Linked DNA regions of Pan troglodytes: region 2 is linked to region 1. Evidence: chromatin contacts called from public capture Hi-C data. All regions are on one chromosome and are shown on one strand. Each heading gives the region's core, a stretch centred on a gene start, on an enhancer-like site or on the middle of the called end of the contact. The rest is flanking DNA. Distances are from core to core; before and after follow the strand shown. Region 1 overlaps GPA33 (glycoprotein A33). Region 2 overlaps ILDR2 (immunoglobulin like domain containing receptor 2).

Evidence for each region. Capture Hi-C pulls out chosen DNA fragments and counts their contacts.
Region 2: a capture Hi-C map of stem cell-derived neural stem cells shows a contact between it and region 1, with 6 times the contacts expected there. The contact joins two enhancer-like sites. A contact is called at or near these places in 5 of 7 Hi-C or Micro-C datasets (blood, induced pluripotent stem cells, a lymphoblastoid cell line and 1 more) and 1 of 1 other capture datasets (stem cell-derived neural stem cells).

What each region holds. Positions count from the first base shown.
Region 1 is chr1:82,058,034-82,064,434 of NHGRI_mPanTro3-v2.0_pri, forward strand. All of the region lies in intron 4 of GPA33 (glycoprotein A33), which reads left to right. LOC107969148 (a long non-coding RNA gene) reads right to left here. Exons shown (of 2, transcript XR_001710789.4): 2 at 3,695-3,930. Among named protein-coding and RNA genes, the nearest start is that of GPA33, 31 kb to the left of the region's middle. Within about 2 kb of position 2,813, at least 4 of the 24 cell types and tissues checked have an H3K27ac peak or open chromatin away from gene starts, as enhancers often do. A contact at or near this core is called in stem cell-derived neural stem cells, where this site is marked.
Region 2 is chr1:82,203,382-82,209,929 of NHGRI_mPanTro3-v2.0_pri, forward strand. It overlaps ILDR2 (immunoglobulin like domain containing receptor 2), which reads left to right. Exons shown (of 8, transcript XM_054655387.2): 8 at 1-2,189. Among named protein-coding and RNA genes, the nearest start is that of TADA1, 39 kb to the right of the region's middle. Within about 2 kb of position 2,455, at least 1 of the 24 cell types and tissues checked has an H3K27ac peak or open chromatin away from gene starts, as enhancers often do. A contact at or near this core is called in stem cell-derived neural stem cells, where this site is marked.

The DNA.
Region 1 (6,401 bases), core at 1,563-4,062:
CAAATAAAATAAAATGAATAAAATAAAATAAAATAAAATAATAAAATAAAGTAAAATAAAATAAAATAAAATAAAATATTTTTTAAAAAGAAAGACAAGGCCTGAAAGGTGTCCATCCGATTTAGCTTCTGGGAGGTCTTTCAGTTCAGTGTAGGTGGAAAAGGAGGCCAGAGGTGGAAAGCAAAGCCAGCAGGGCACACAGCTCTTCTGAGAAGATGAGGTGCCTGGGGGTGGGGGTGAGGACCCGGGGGAAGAATATCTGGTGTCCTGGATAAGCCCAGCCGGACGGATGCACACATTGGGGGTGCACTCAATCCAGGAAGAGCTTTATCACTCGTTTGGGGGCAAATCGACTTCTTAAAAAAGTTAGTAGACACTTTGGGAGGCTGAGGCAGGCGGATCACGAGGTCAGGAGATCGAGACCATCCTGGCTAACACGGTGAAACCCCGTCTCTACTAAAAATACAAAAAATTAGCCAGGCGTGGTGGCGGGCGCCTGTAGTCCCAGCTACTCCGGAGGCTGAGGTAGGAGAATGGCGTGAACCTGGGAGGCGGAGCTTGCAGTGAGCCGAGATCGCACCACCGCACTCCAGCCTGCAGCCTGGGCAACAGAGCGAGACTCCGTCTCAAAAAAAAAAAAAAAAAAAAAAACAGTTAGTAGAATCCACTCGACCTAACTTAAAATAGGTCAATGTAGTGTAGGTTTTCAACAAGCTTCTAGTTGTGTTTACGTATTTCTGGTTGGCAACTTTTTATCGAGTGTGTCTGGAATTTTTGTTGAAACCACCTGGCAGCTCTCCGGGGGCTCTGTGGCCTCCTCTCTCTGGCCTATGAATAGTCTAGTGACTCCAGCCATGGTCACGGTAGGTGTGCTGTGGACACTGGTAGTGTCTGATCTTCTTTCCAGCAAAGTGTGTATAGGGAGACCCAAAGCTGAATGTTATAGGTGGCAGATGCTATAATAGCTTTATACCCAGTGGTGATGTAACACAGAAGATGCATAAGAAGATCAAAGAAGGTTTCTCCAAGGAGTGGGTATTGGAGTTGACAGTGGTTAAGAGCATGCCATGGGCTTGACTCCTGGCTCGGACACTTGTTAGCTGTATGACCTTGGCAAGTGACTCAGCTTCTTTGTGCCTTAGGTTCTATGTCTATGAAATGGGTACAATGCTAGTGTTTACTTCATAGGGTTGTGAAGATTAAAAAAAAGTAGATGTAAAGCATTGAGACTAGTGCCTGGTAGGCAGTAAGCACTCATTTAATGCTAAGTGTTATTAGCTGTTATTTGAGTTGGGTCCTCAAGGATGAGGAGGCTTGGCATGGAGAACAGGAAGGAATCATGACTGTCTGGTGTGGCTAAGGGGTAGGGTGCATGTGTAGGTGTAGGAATGGTGGGAGATACTCTTGTTAAGAAACACAGTGATGAGAAATCATGAAGAGCCTGTGCGTCACGCTAGGGAGGTTCGTCTTTGCCCTGTAAGCCACGGGTACCTTTTGAGGAGCCTCACAAAGGGACAGCCCAGCTGCAGTTCTCTCCTGCCTCCACAGGGAGACTCCTCTGGTTGTTAGAAGCCAAAACTTAGTTCTTTCATTATGCAAAAGGGAGAATCCTGAGGACAGGAAAGGAGGTGAAAAGAGAATTGCGTCTTTAATTTGTGAAAGCTTTAATTTGTGAAAGCTTTATCCTGTCTCTAATTAAGATTTGCTGAGTCAGAATGGGGACCTGCGGGTGACAGAAAAGAATATGGTTAATGTCCGTAACAACACGCCCTGGCATCTGGAGACATTGCGGGGTGAGGGCAGAGTTCTCAAAGCCTTCGTTTCCACTCTGCTTTGCAGAGCCTTGGAGAATCTGCCAATTCTGGCCAGGTGCAGTGGCTCATGCCTGTAATCCCAGCACTTGGAGAAGCTGAGGCGGGTGGATCGCTTGAGTACAGGAGTTCGAGACCCACCTGGGCAACATGGTGAAACCCTGTCTCTACCAAAAATACAAAAATTAGCCTGGCATGGTGGTGTGTGCCTGTAGTCCCAGCTACTTGGGAGGCTGAGGTGGGAAGATCCTTGGGCCTGGAAGGCAGAGGTTGCAGTGAGCCAAGATGGTGCCACTGCAGCCTGGGCACTAGAGCCAGATCTTGTCTTAAAAACACAAAACAAACAAACAAAAAATAAATAAAAAGAATCTGCTAATTCTTCTTCCTCTGTGGGTCAGCCCAAATTGTTTCTGGCTTTTAAAACATTTCAGTCCACCGTGGACAATTTGGAGAGGAGGGTACCTCTGCTCTCCTACATCTGAAGACAATTTCCAACATTAGAGATTCATTCCTTTGACTAAACCCTCAGTGGAAACAAGCTAGCAGTGAAAAGAACAGGGAATCCAGAATCAGGAAACAAGAAGTCCTGACTTCTCCACTTTGGAGCTGTGAGTCACTCTCAGCCTCTCTGACCCTTAGTACTGCCCTTTGAAAAAAACTGGGATTCCCCAAAAGCTGCGAAGAGGATGAGAGGAGATCCCATGTGTAATAGCTCTGAACAGACTTGGTAAGCTGTGTCCCAGGAAGCTGAGTTTCATGCACTGAAGAAACAGGAATTTGGATATCAAGGAAGTGGGGGAGGGGGTAGTTCTGGGGCCTGGAGCACTTAAGGGGAGGCGGTTGTGAAGGTTGGGGACCAGTCCAAGGAGGATCGTGAGGGCCCTTTGTGAGAGAGAGGTGGCAGCAGGGGCTTGTCGACAAGCTACGGGATTGGGTAGGGGTTGGGGGGATGCGGAAACGTTAGATCTTGTCAACGTGACATTAGCGTCTTGGTGAGACCGGAGGTTCTCTTGAGGGGAATCTCTCCACAGCTGGAGCAGAGGAACGTGGGAAGCGTATGACCGTCCTGTGCATTCCCCTTTCTGACCACAAGGTGTCGCCACTGCAGCGGAAACATTAGTTTTCTCCGGATATCAGAAATTACTAGTCCCTTTCCAAAGGAAAAGGGGCTTGGGAGCCCCAACTCGGAATCAAAGAAGGTCCTGTGGCACAAGACCTGCACTGGTTCATCCTAGCAGCTTCCAGTGCACACGGTTTGCATCAGGGAACTGGGGGAGGATAGCGCTGACTCATTGGACTAGGAAACCCCATGTTTCCCACCCTAAACAAGGCCTAGAGCTCAAAGCTGGACTCTTGACAACTAAAAAAGTCCTGACTGTCTGCAGTGTGCTGCCTACACTAAACCCAGAGGCCGAGCTTCACACTCTTAAGTGGTGGGGATCTGTTATGAGCTCTAGACCTCCTAAGCATGCCCAGGGCCATAGAGCATTTCCTAAAGTGTGTTCCTTCAAGATGCCTCTTAAAAATAACAAATCCAATTCATTTAGCAAATGAGAGCATGAATACCACACCCCGCTGTCAGAAGTTCCCAGTGCTCAACAGCATTGTAGGAGCTCTGAAAGTGCTGCCCTTAGAAAGATTACTTAACCCTAACTCAGTGATTCCTAAACTTGCTTTTTTAGGGACTCCTTCTCCATGCCGCATATTAATATCACATGTAAACAATGTTCCAGAAAACATACTGAGGCGTGGAATTCTAGGATAGAAGGGGACACATTTTATGAAGAATGAGCATCCAGAGAGTAGTGTCCTGGGGGTCAAGGGAAGAATTTGAAGAAAGTACAAGTGAAAAGACTGAAAGAAAATAGCACCAAATCAAAGTGTTATTTATAGGTAATGGAATTATGAATGATTTTTATTTGTTCTCTCTTCTTTAAAGAGGCATTCCTTGGCCCTTTGGATGAGATTAAAACCCCTTGCCATAAGCTCAGATAGTACCTCCATCTTGAACTGTAACCACCATTGTTTCATGTCTGTCTTCTTTGGGAGACTGGAAACACCAAGAGGACAGGGACCCTCTTCATCTCGTTTATAGCTGTGATCAGCAGCTAAAGATTTTCTGTATTGAATTGAATTGAAATAATAGTTTTATATCATTTATACATTATTATAAGGAGCATACATTGCTTTTATCATACAAAATTTTATTTATATATATATATTTTTCGAGATGGAATCTCGCTTTGTTGCTCAGGCTGGAGTGCAGTGGTGCGATCTCAGCTCACTGTAACCTCCACCACCCAGGTTCAAGCGATTCTTTTGCCTCAGCCTCCCAAGTACCTGGGACTAGAGGCGCGCACCACCATGCCCGGCTGATTTTTATATTTGTAGTAGAGACGGGGGGTTTCACTGTGTTAGTCAGGCTGGTCTCGAACTCCTGACCTCAAGTGATCTGCCCGCCTTGGCCTCCCAAAGTGCTGGGATTACAGGCGTGAGCCAATGCACCCGGTCACAAATTTTTAAAAGAAAATTATCAATGGCTCCAGGGAGTTCTAGACCTGAAACAGGATTTTTGTTCCTGTTTTATAATTTCTTAATTTTGTGACCTTGAGCAGTTCACTTAACTTCTTTAAGCCTCCAGTTAACTCCATGAATTGGAGATTGAAATATTGAGGATTGCTGGAAGGATGAAAGGACATCACATTTGAGGATGTGTACTGAGCAGCACATCCGGAGAAGGAAAATCTTGAGATGCAATCTTGCAAGAAAGTGACGGTGGGGCGGAGAGAGGACAACTCCCCTGGTTTTGCCCCTAGCACCAAGTGGCAAGAGACAAAGCTGGTATGATTGACAGGGCCAGATCTGTGACCTGAAGCTTGGACTTGTTACTGAAGATTACGTCTAGTGGTTGCTGGGCAGCCCCTGAAATGTCTGAACAGAGCAGTGACAGGATCGTATTTACAATTTAGAGCGTCTCTTAGGGATGGCGTGTAACCACCTGGTGGCAGCAGGGATCAGGCAAGGCTGGCTCTGCAGCAAAATTAGAGGAGGTAGGTCTCCAGCTCCTCTCAAAATAGCAGTTATAACAAAGCGTCTTGGATGGCAGGACATATACATATGCCCAAGCACAAAGCTCTTGCTTTCAAGATGAAGAAATGCATAGGATGATAGATTGAGGGGAAAGGTCTTCCATGGGACATTCTGGTCCGTTCTCTTCGATTCAGGAGGATCAGGTGTTTTCACTCCTACTTTCCAAAGGAAGCCTACAGCTCAAAGAAGTTAAATGGCTTGCTCAAGTGGCGGCAGATGTAGAGGAAGAGTCTAGACAGTCTGCCTCCGTCCCACCCCAACAGCACACACATTCACCACCCCCCATACCACAGACACTACACATGCAACACACACCACACATCACACACCACACACATTACACCCAGCACACACCACACATCACACATACTACACACGCCACACACACCACACACATTACACACCACACACACCACATGCAGCACACACACTACACACACCACACACACTACACACACCACACACACCACACACACACCACACACCACACACATCACACACTCACCACACACACTACAAACGCTGCCACATACACACCACACCACATGCACCACACACTACACATGCCACACACACCACACACAACACACACTCACCATATGCACCATACACACTACACACACCACACACATCACACTCACCACACACACCACACATACGACACACACCACACACATCACACACTCATCACACACACCACATGCATCACACACACTACACACACCATACACACACCCCTCACATACCATACACTACACACAACACACACACTGCCCCCATACCACACACATATACCACTCAGACACCCCAGAACACCATACACCACACACACGCCATACACACACCACACACACCACATACATCACACACTACACACGCACTACACACACCACACACACACCACACACCAGACACATCACACACCGTACCACACACACTACACACACCACACACATCACACACTCACCACACACACTACACACACCACATACCACACACATCACACACCACACACCAGACACATCACACACTCACCATACCACACACTACACACACCACACACACACCACACACATCACACACCACACACCACACACACTACACGTGCTGCCACACACACACCACACCACACGCACCACACACTACACATGCCACACACACACCACACACAACACACACTCACCACATGTACCACACAACTACACACACCACACACCCCCCCCACACCACATGCACTACACACACCACACACATCACACACCACACGCACCACACACATCACATACCACACACACCACAGACACTACACACACCACCACACACACACCACACACCAGACACACCACACGCACCACACACTACACATGCCACACACACACCACACACATCACACATGCACCATACACACCAGACACCCTACATACACCACACACATCACACACTCACCACAGGCACCACACATATTACACACACTGCACACAGCACACAGCACACACCACA
Region 2 (6,548 bases), core at 1,205-3,704, 140 kb after region 1:
AATGCCTTGTGATAAATGCTTAAAATATACACATGAAAGAGAAGAGGGAGGAAAGAGGAGAAAGCAGTAATGCATATAGAAAAGAATGAGAAGGAATTTAAAAGGGAAATAACATCATCTCATTATATTTTGAATGTGGACCATTTCACCCACAAACTTCACTCAGTCTTTTCTGGTTTTGTGCTTCACTTGCCGTTAATTGTTTCTGCCATCCCAGTTCTGCCATTCTAGGACATGGGGGATGTGGAACATACAGCATTTGGCCTGACTAGACTGCCACTATGGCTGCTTTCAAGAGATTAGAGATACTGCTTTCTCAGGAAGGAGTACTTCCTATTCCCACCCTTGCCTAAATGATAGATTTTGCCTAAATCCCAAAGCTAGATCTCTGGATTTTATCGTTTGTGTAGATAGCAAAAATGGCCACAAACTCTTTCCTTCTCATCAAGAGGTGCCATCTTTTTTCCAACCCCTTGAATCTGGAGTTGGCTATGTGATTTGATTTAGCCAGTAGCCCAACAAATGTGACACAAGCAGAGACTTGAAAAGTTCTTGTGCATGGGGCTTGTCCTCTTTTGCTGCTCTTGGGAACCTTGCAACTACCATCAGGTGAACAAGCCTGGACTATCCTGCTGCATGACAAAACAAAAGGGCCCAGTTACCCCTGTCACCCTATCTGACAGCCCGTCAACTTCCAGCTGATGCAGACATGGGTGAGTCCAGGTGATACCAATAGAAGAACTGCCTAGCTGAACCCAGCCCAAATTTCTGATTCCTACTCGAGGCATGAGAAGTTGATGCATTCTTTACGTTCATTTCTCTTTAAGAACAAACCTGACTCGTTCTTGTCTGAATGTTCATCCCTGAACCTCTTACTCCATCCAAACTTGTGTTTCTCATAGCCTCCACTATTGTTGACAGATTTTTATCAAAGCTTTTCACCCTGCACTCTTGTGGAGTGGAGGATAATGCTTGACTTTGCTATCCCTTAATCCAGCAGTGGTTTCTTCCCTGTCTGTGGATCCGTGGACAACCTCTGAAGATCTCTTCTTTACCATCTTTTTGGTCTTCTCCAGAGCCACCCGACTGGAGCTAGACCCTATTCTCAAAGTACCATTCCTCTAGTATCCATTTGTACTTCATGACATTTCCAAAAAAAGTCCTATGTTTGCAATGAAATAAGAAAGTGGCTGGGTGAGGGTCAGAGGGATGAGCTGGTATGTGTCATTGCTTGGAGAATTGACCTACCAAAGGACTTCCGTGTTGCTTTGGCCAGTCCCAGAGAAATCGGGAGAACAGTTGAACCCAGTGCTGGCACTTCCAAGGGCTGGAAGACACAAGCCATAACCCTGGTGCTGAGTTTTAGACTTGCTGGTGTCCCTGGCCTCTGAAAGCCTAGGTCTAGCCTGTCTGTTTGGACCCCAGTTCAGATGGAAAAGATGATAAAAAACATTTCTTAGTCACCAGCTTTGGATTTCAACTTGCTCAGGCAATTTTGGAGAATATTGGGTAGCTGTGGTAGCTATTATCGCTTTATACTGAGCACTGTGTCAGGCTTTTCACCACCAAAGAGCCTCATAGCACCAGCTTCAGAGACCAAAAATAATGTTTTTTTTAAAGCTACAGACGTATGATTTTGGTGAAGGTTGAGGGTAGCAATGGGAAAGAATTAAAGAATTATTAAAATTGGAAACCTGCAATTCCAAAGACAACAAAACTACAGATAGACTGAAAAGTACAAAGAAGATAGCAGGCTACTGAATTAACCTTGGGAGTTGGGACCAGGTTGTCCTTTGTAGAACTGGATAAATCATTCAGACTTCCAGGCTTTCAGTAGAGAGAAAAAGCAGTTGTTTCTGGGTATATGGACAGGAGTTAAGGCTGAGTTGACAAGTCAAAACTTCTTGTCCTCAGCACCCCTGACTTTCCTCTATGTGTCCTTTTGTTTATTCTCCCTTGAATAGTGTGTCCTGAATAGGAAATGGTTATATTTGTTAGCTTCTTTCCTAGGTCTTATTGGGGTACAAAGTAAATCTTGTGTAAGACATAATCTCTGTCCACTAGGACCCCGTAATTTAATAGGGGAAATAAGACATGCTCAAGAAAGGAGATTTTATACATAGAGTATGAAATAGTGCTATGGATAAATTATAATAAAACCAGAGATTTAGTTTTTTTAAAAACTTAAATGAGAATACTTTGATATTAAAGTGTTGTATGTGTTTGTCCATCATCTTATTTAAACATAGACTCGGTGATCTGAAAAGCCAATACTCAAAAGTCTGAACTGAAAAGAGGTGAATTAGGATCAGGAAAGGGTGAGCAGCAGGGGTCCCAGAGGGATGATGCATAAGCTGCTGTGCTTGCCTGTGAGTCACTACTGAGTCAGGAACACGCTGGAGGAGGGAGTGTGGATGCAGGTGGCAGGGAGGTGTCCCCTGGTAGATGAGCTGCCTCTCTAGGCCATGCATGGATTCATTAGGAAGTTGGAGACAATGGCCATGGACCTGGTGCATGGCAGCTATTCCATCCAAGCACGTTCACAGGGGAGCTCAGCGTAGCTGCTCCTGGGGCTCAGTTCTGCAGCTGTGAGTGCTGCTGCCCATATTCACCAACACAGGGCAGGTCTCACGGAGATGCTAGGCCTCACATCCCCCTTCTCATGATCCTCACTGTGCACTTGACATAGGATTAGGCATACTGGAGATGGGAAAAGGCTGCCACCCAAACCCAAGGCACCTGACCACATCTGTAAATATTTCTGAATAGTCCACAAAATTTCACATAGGTAGTCTGATTAGATCTTGCCTTTGAGAGAAGCTGAAGTCACAGATACTGTTGTAATTTACCACCGCCCCTCACCCAATTTTTTTTAATAGGTGAAGAAACCATCACTCCCATTAATGAAGTCACAAACCTATTAGGTCTTTAGACTCCCAACCTCTGGATCTTTTCTGCTGATTAGTGTTTCCCAAAATTGCCTAACCATAAGAATTAACTTGATAGCTGCTGTTAAAAAGGTATTGTTGGACCCTGTTTTGGAGATTGGGTGGGTCTAGAGCCAGAATTCATATTTTTAATATGCATTCCAGGAGACTCCTGTGATCAGATGCATTTGGAAATCGTTGCACTAAGTCATACCTCTGGGTACTCCAAACAGCTAGTCCTGAGGCTTCCTTGGGCCTTAGAATTTTTTCTTCAAATGTCCTGGTGAGGTCCCTCTCAATCCTTTGGGGCTGGCTGTGGTGAGTCACTCAGAAGTCTTGCTGTGACCTGGATGGGCTCACCAGAGTACGCTAGTGGTAGTGGGAAAACAGGCAGAGAGAAAGGAGTGTCAGGAGCACTCCCAGGGAGGCTGTTGTAGATATTTCCATTCCCAGAACAGTGATCTATTGTGACAGTCTCAGAACAGACAACAAGAATTACAGGTAATTTTCTCATTCTCTTGATATATTTTTAGCAAAACTTAAATCATGAATAGAAGGAAAAGATGCCATTGGGGAAATAGAAAAACTCAATCATTTTATAAAGCATACAAATCATAAGGATGACTGGCCAATAGCACTTCCACTTTGGTCTTACCTAAAGTTGGGTGGACAAGAATAATAAAAGTCCTCATTTTATATCCTTCCAAAATCAGATTTAAATGCTGCCAGCATCTTAATGGAAGTCTGAAATTGATTGATAGGATGTAGAAATCCAAATTCACTAAAATAGGGGGCCAGCTACATAAAGTCCTAGAAGGAAAAAGTGCCTCGTTTTTCTGCCATTATCCTACCCCCTAGTCATCTGGGGAATTGATCTATGAAGCTTGAAGAAGGGGCATTTAACATCAGAGTGGTGCAAGGGCAGTGTTGAGATGCTTTAAGCAGCAGCCTGAGCTTTAGCACTATTTGAAGGAGAGAAGGTTAATACTAATAATATTTGTGTTATTTTTATGATATATTACTGTTTACAGAACACTTTCATTTGATCCCAACATCAACTGCTGTGATAGAGGCAGGGCAGATGTTGTGGTCTCATTACACAGAATGTAAAACTGAGGTTGAAAAATACTAAGTGACTTGTCTGTAGTCAAATGGTTTTTAAAATTATAAAGCCAGGCCTTCTGACTGTCTTGTCTAGTGTCCTTTCCAATTCCTTAAATACTCATGGGACTGGAATCTGGGTATTCCAGATTCCAGTTTCTCTTCACAGCCAGACATCTGGTGAGAAGAGCCGTAGACTTGATGCTTGTTCATATGTCATGGATGTGGCGAAGCTATGAAGACAGATACCGTTGCTGCTTCATCCAACTAAGGACCATTCATTCCTCAAATGCTAATCTAAGAGGGAGTTGTGGCTTCACTCAAGGAGAGTTTTGTTTTCTTTTTCTTTCTTTTTTTTTTTTGAGACAGGATCTTGCTCTGTGGCCCATGGTGCAGTGCAGTGCAGTGGTGCTGTCAGCTCACTGCAGTCTCAAACTCCTAGCTCAAGCAATCCTCCTCCCTCAGCCTCCCAAGTAGGTAGGACTACAGATATATGCCACCACGTCCAGCAAATTTTGTTTGTTTGTAGAGATGGGGTCTTGTTATATTTCCCAGGCTTGTCTCAAACTCCTGGCCTCAAGTGATCCTCCCACCTTGGCTGCCTAAAGTGCTGGTATTACAGACATGAGCCACTGAACCCAGCTGAGAGCCTCACTTTCATCAGCTGTGCTGTGAGGGGTAATATGTGCTTCAGGTTTTCTGGAGAATCCTTCTTGCAGAGAAGTTTCTGAACGAAACGACAGATTCATCTGGATTCAGAACTCCAAGCAGAAGCTGCTTAACAGCAAAAATCTGGCATCTTCACTACATTTTAAGATTTTAGGTAGAACTAAGAGGGATCAGATATAGAGGAATAAGGAATGTGAGAAGGAAAAAGATATAGTAGTTTCGCTAAATTTTTCTTAGAGTTTCTTGGTGGGGCTGGCCATGAAGTAACTAGTCTGACTCATTTCTTCTGGGAAGGCTAAAAGAGACACAGATAGCTTCTCTTTTACCTTGGCTTTAAGGAAAAGCCGTTTTATTAACAAAAGTAGTAGACACGACTGCATAAGAAATTTGCTTTGTGAGAATAAAGAACAAGGGAGTAGGAGGGTGGGACAGAGAAGGGTGAGAAGTTGGCTTCGTGAGGGCCACCTGTCAGTTGTTTTTGTGCCTTGTTTGTGACATCAAAACTGAAATGTTTGTATTACTGTTGTCCATGACTTTTTTTTTCTGTGTCAGACATACAAATTGAATTTGGTTGTAATGTTTTAAACGTAATAAAGAATTCTTACCTACATTTGTTACCAAGAACTCATAATTAACACAACTATGGTTAATCATGATCTGACATTAAATGACCTCAGCAAGAGAAAGAATCATATGATACATGTCCTTCTCTGATTGTTGTAAGTACAGTAATAGAGGAATACATATTGTGGGGTTACAGAGGGGGCTGGTACTGACAGAGCAAAAGGTATGCTTTTACAGATTGTAATAAGCTAGATAAATTCTGTTGTCACTCTTACTGCTCTCCACAGACTGTAACATTCAGAAGGAGATGAAGGGTAGGAAAGGTGGTTGGATAAGGTGATGGTACCTAGCTCATTTCGAAGATGGGCACAAGCATATGCCTGCTAGAAATTACACTTGGGGAAGGGAGGAAGGAAGCTATTCGTGGGAGGACATTTCAAGTTCTGTTAAGATTTGAGAAATTCCACAGCACCATAATTAAGAGGAGGCAATTAAAAACCTTTGTTAGCAAGAGAAGTGATAAATACCTCTGAGAACTATTAATCCTGTTTTGGATGGCTAAGCCCTCTCAAGGGAATTCCAGATTTTAGTGGCCTTGTCAAGCAGAAAATCTGTTTTTGCTTGAAGCATCTGGGCTCAATTTTTTTTAAGTAGTTAACTTAAAAATGTTAACATGTAGATTTAACTTAAAGATAGACTCTAAAACAGTTTGATTACCTCTGGATTTTGTATTATTTTGTGTTTTAATTCCATTTAGGTTTTTCAGCTTTATAAAATATTTTTGTTTTTATTTATAAAGTATTTGTTTAGAATCACCCACATGTTTTTTCTACACATCTTTTTTTCCTATATTTCAGATCTTCCTTTTGAAATATTTTCTTTCTGAAGGAAGTTTACTTCAGTAATGATTTGTTGGTAGGATACTCATCAGTCTTTGTTGATGTAAAAGTCTTTATTTCATTCTTGTTCTTGAAAGATAATTTCACTGATTATGATTCTAGATTGATAGTTATTTTCTTTCAGGACATTGAAGTTATTATTACACTCCCTTCTGACTTTTATTTTTGCTTTTAAGAAGTCAATTACCAGTTTAATTATTCTTCCTAATCTGTCAGGTCTCTCTGACTGTTCTAAAGATTTTTTTGTCTCTAGTGTTCTTTGGTTTAATTAACATGTGACCAGGTGTGGATTTCTTTTTATTTATCCAAATTAGGATTTGTGGTGTTTCCTAAATCCGTGGATTGGATTTCCCATTAAATATGGAAAACTCTCAGCTATATTAACACA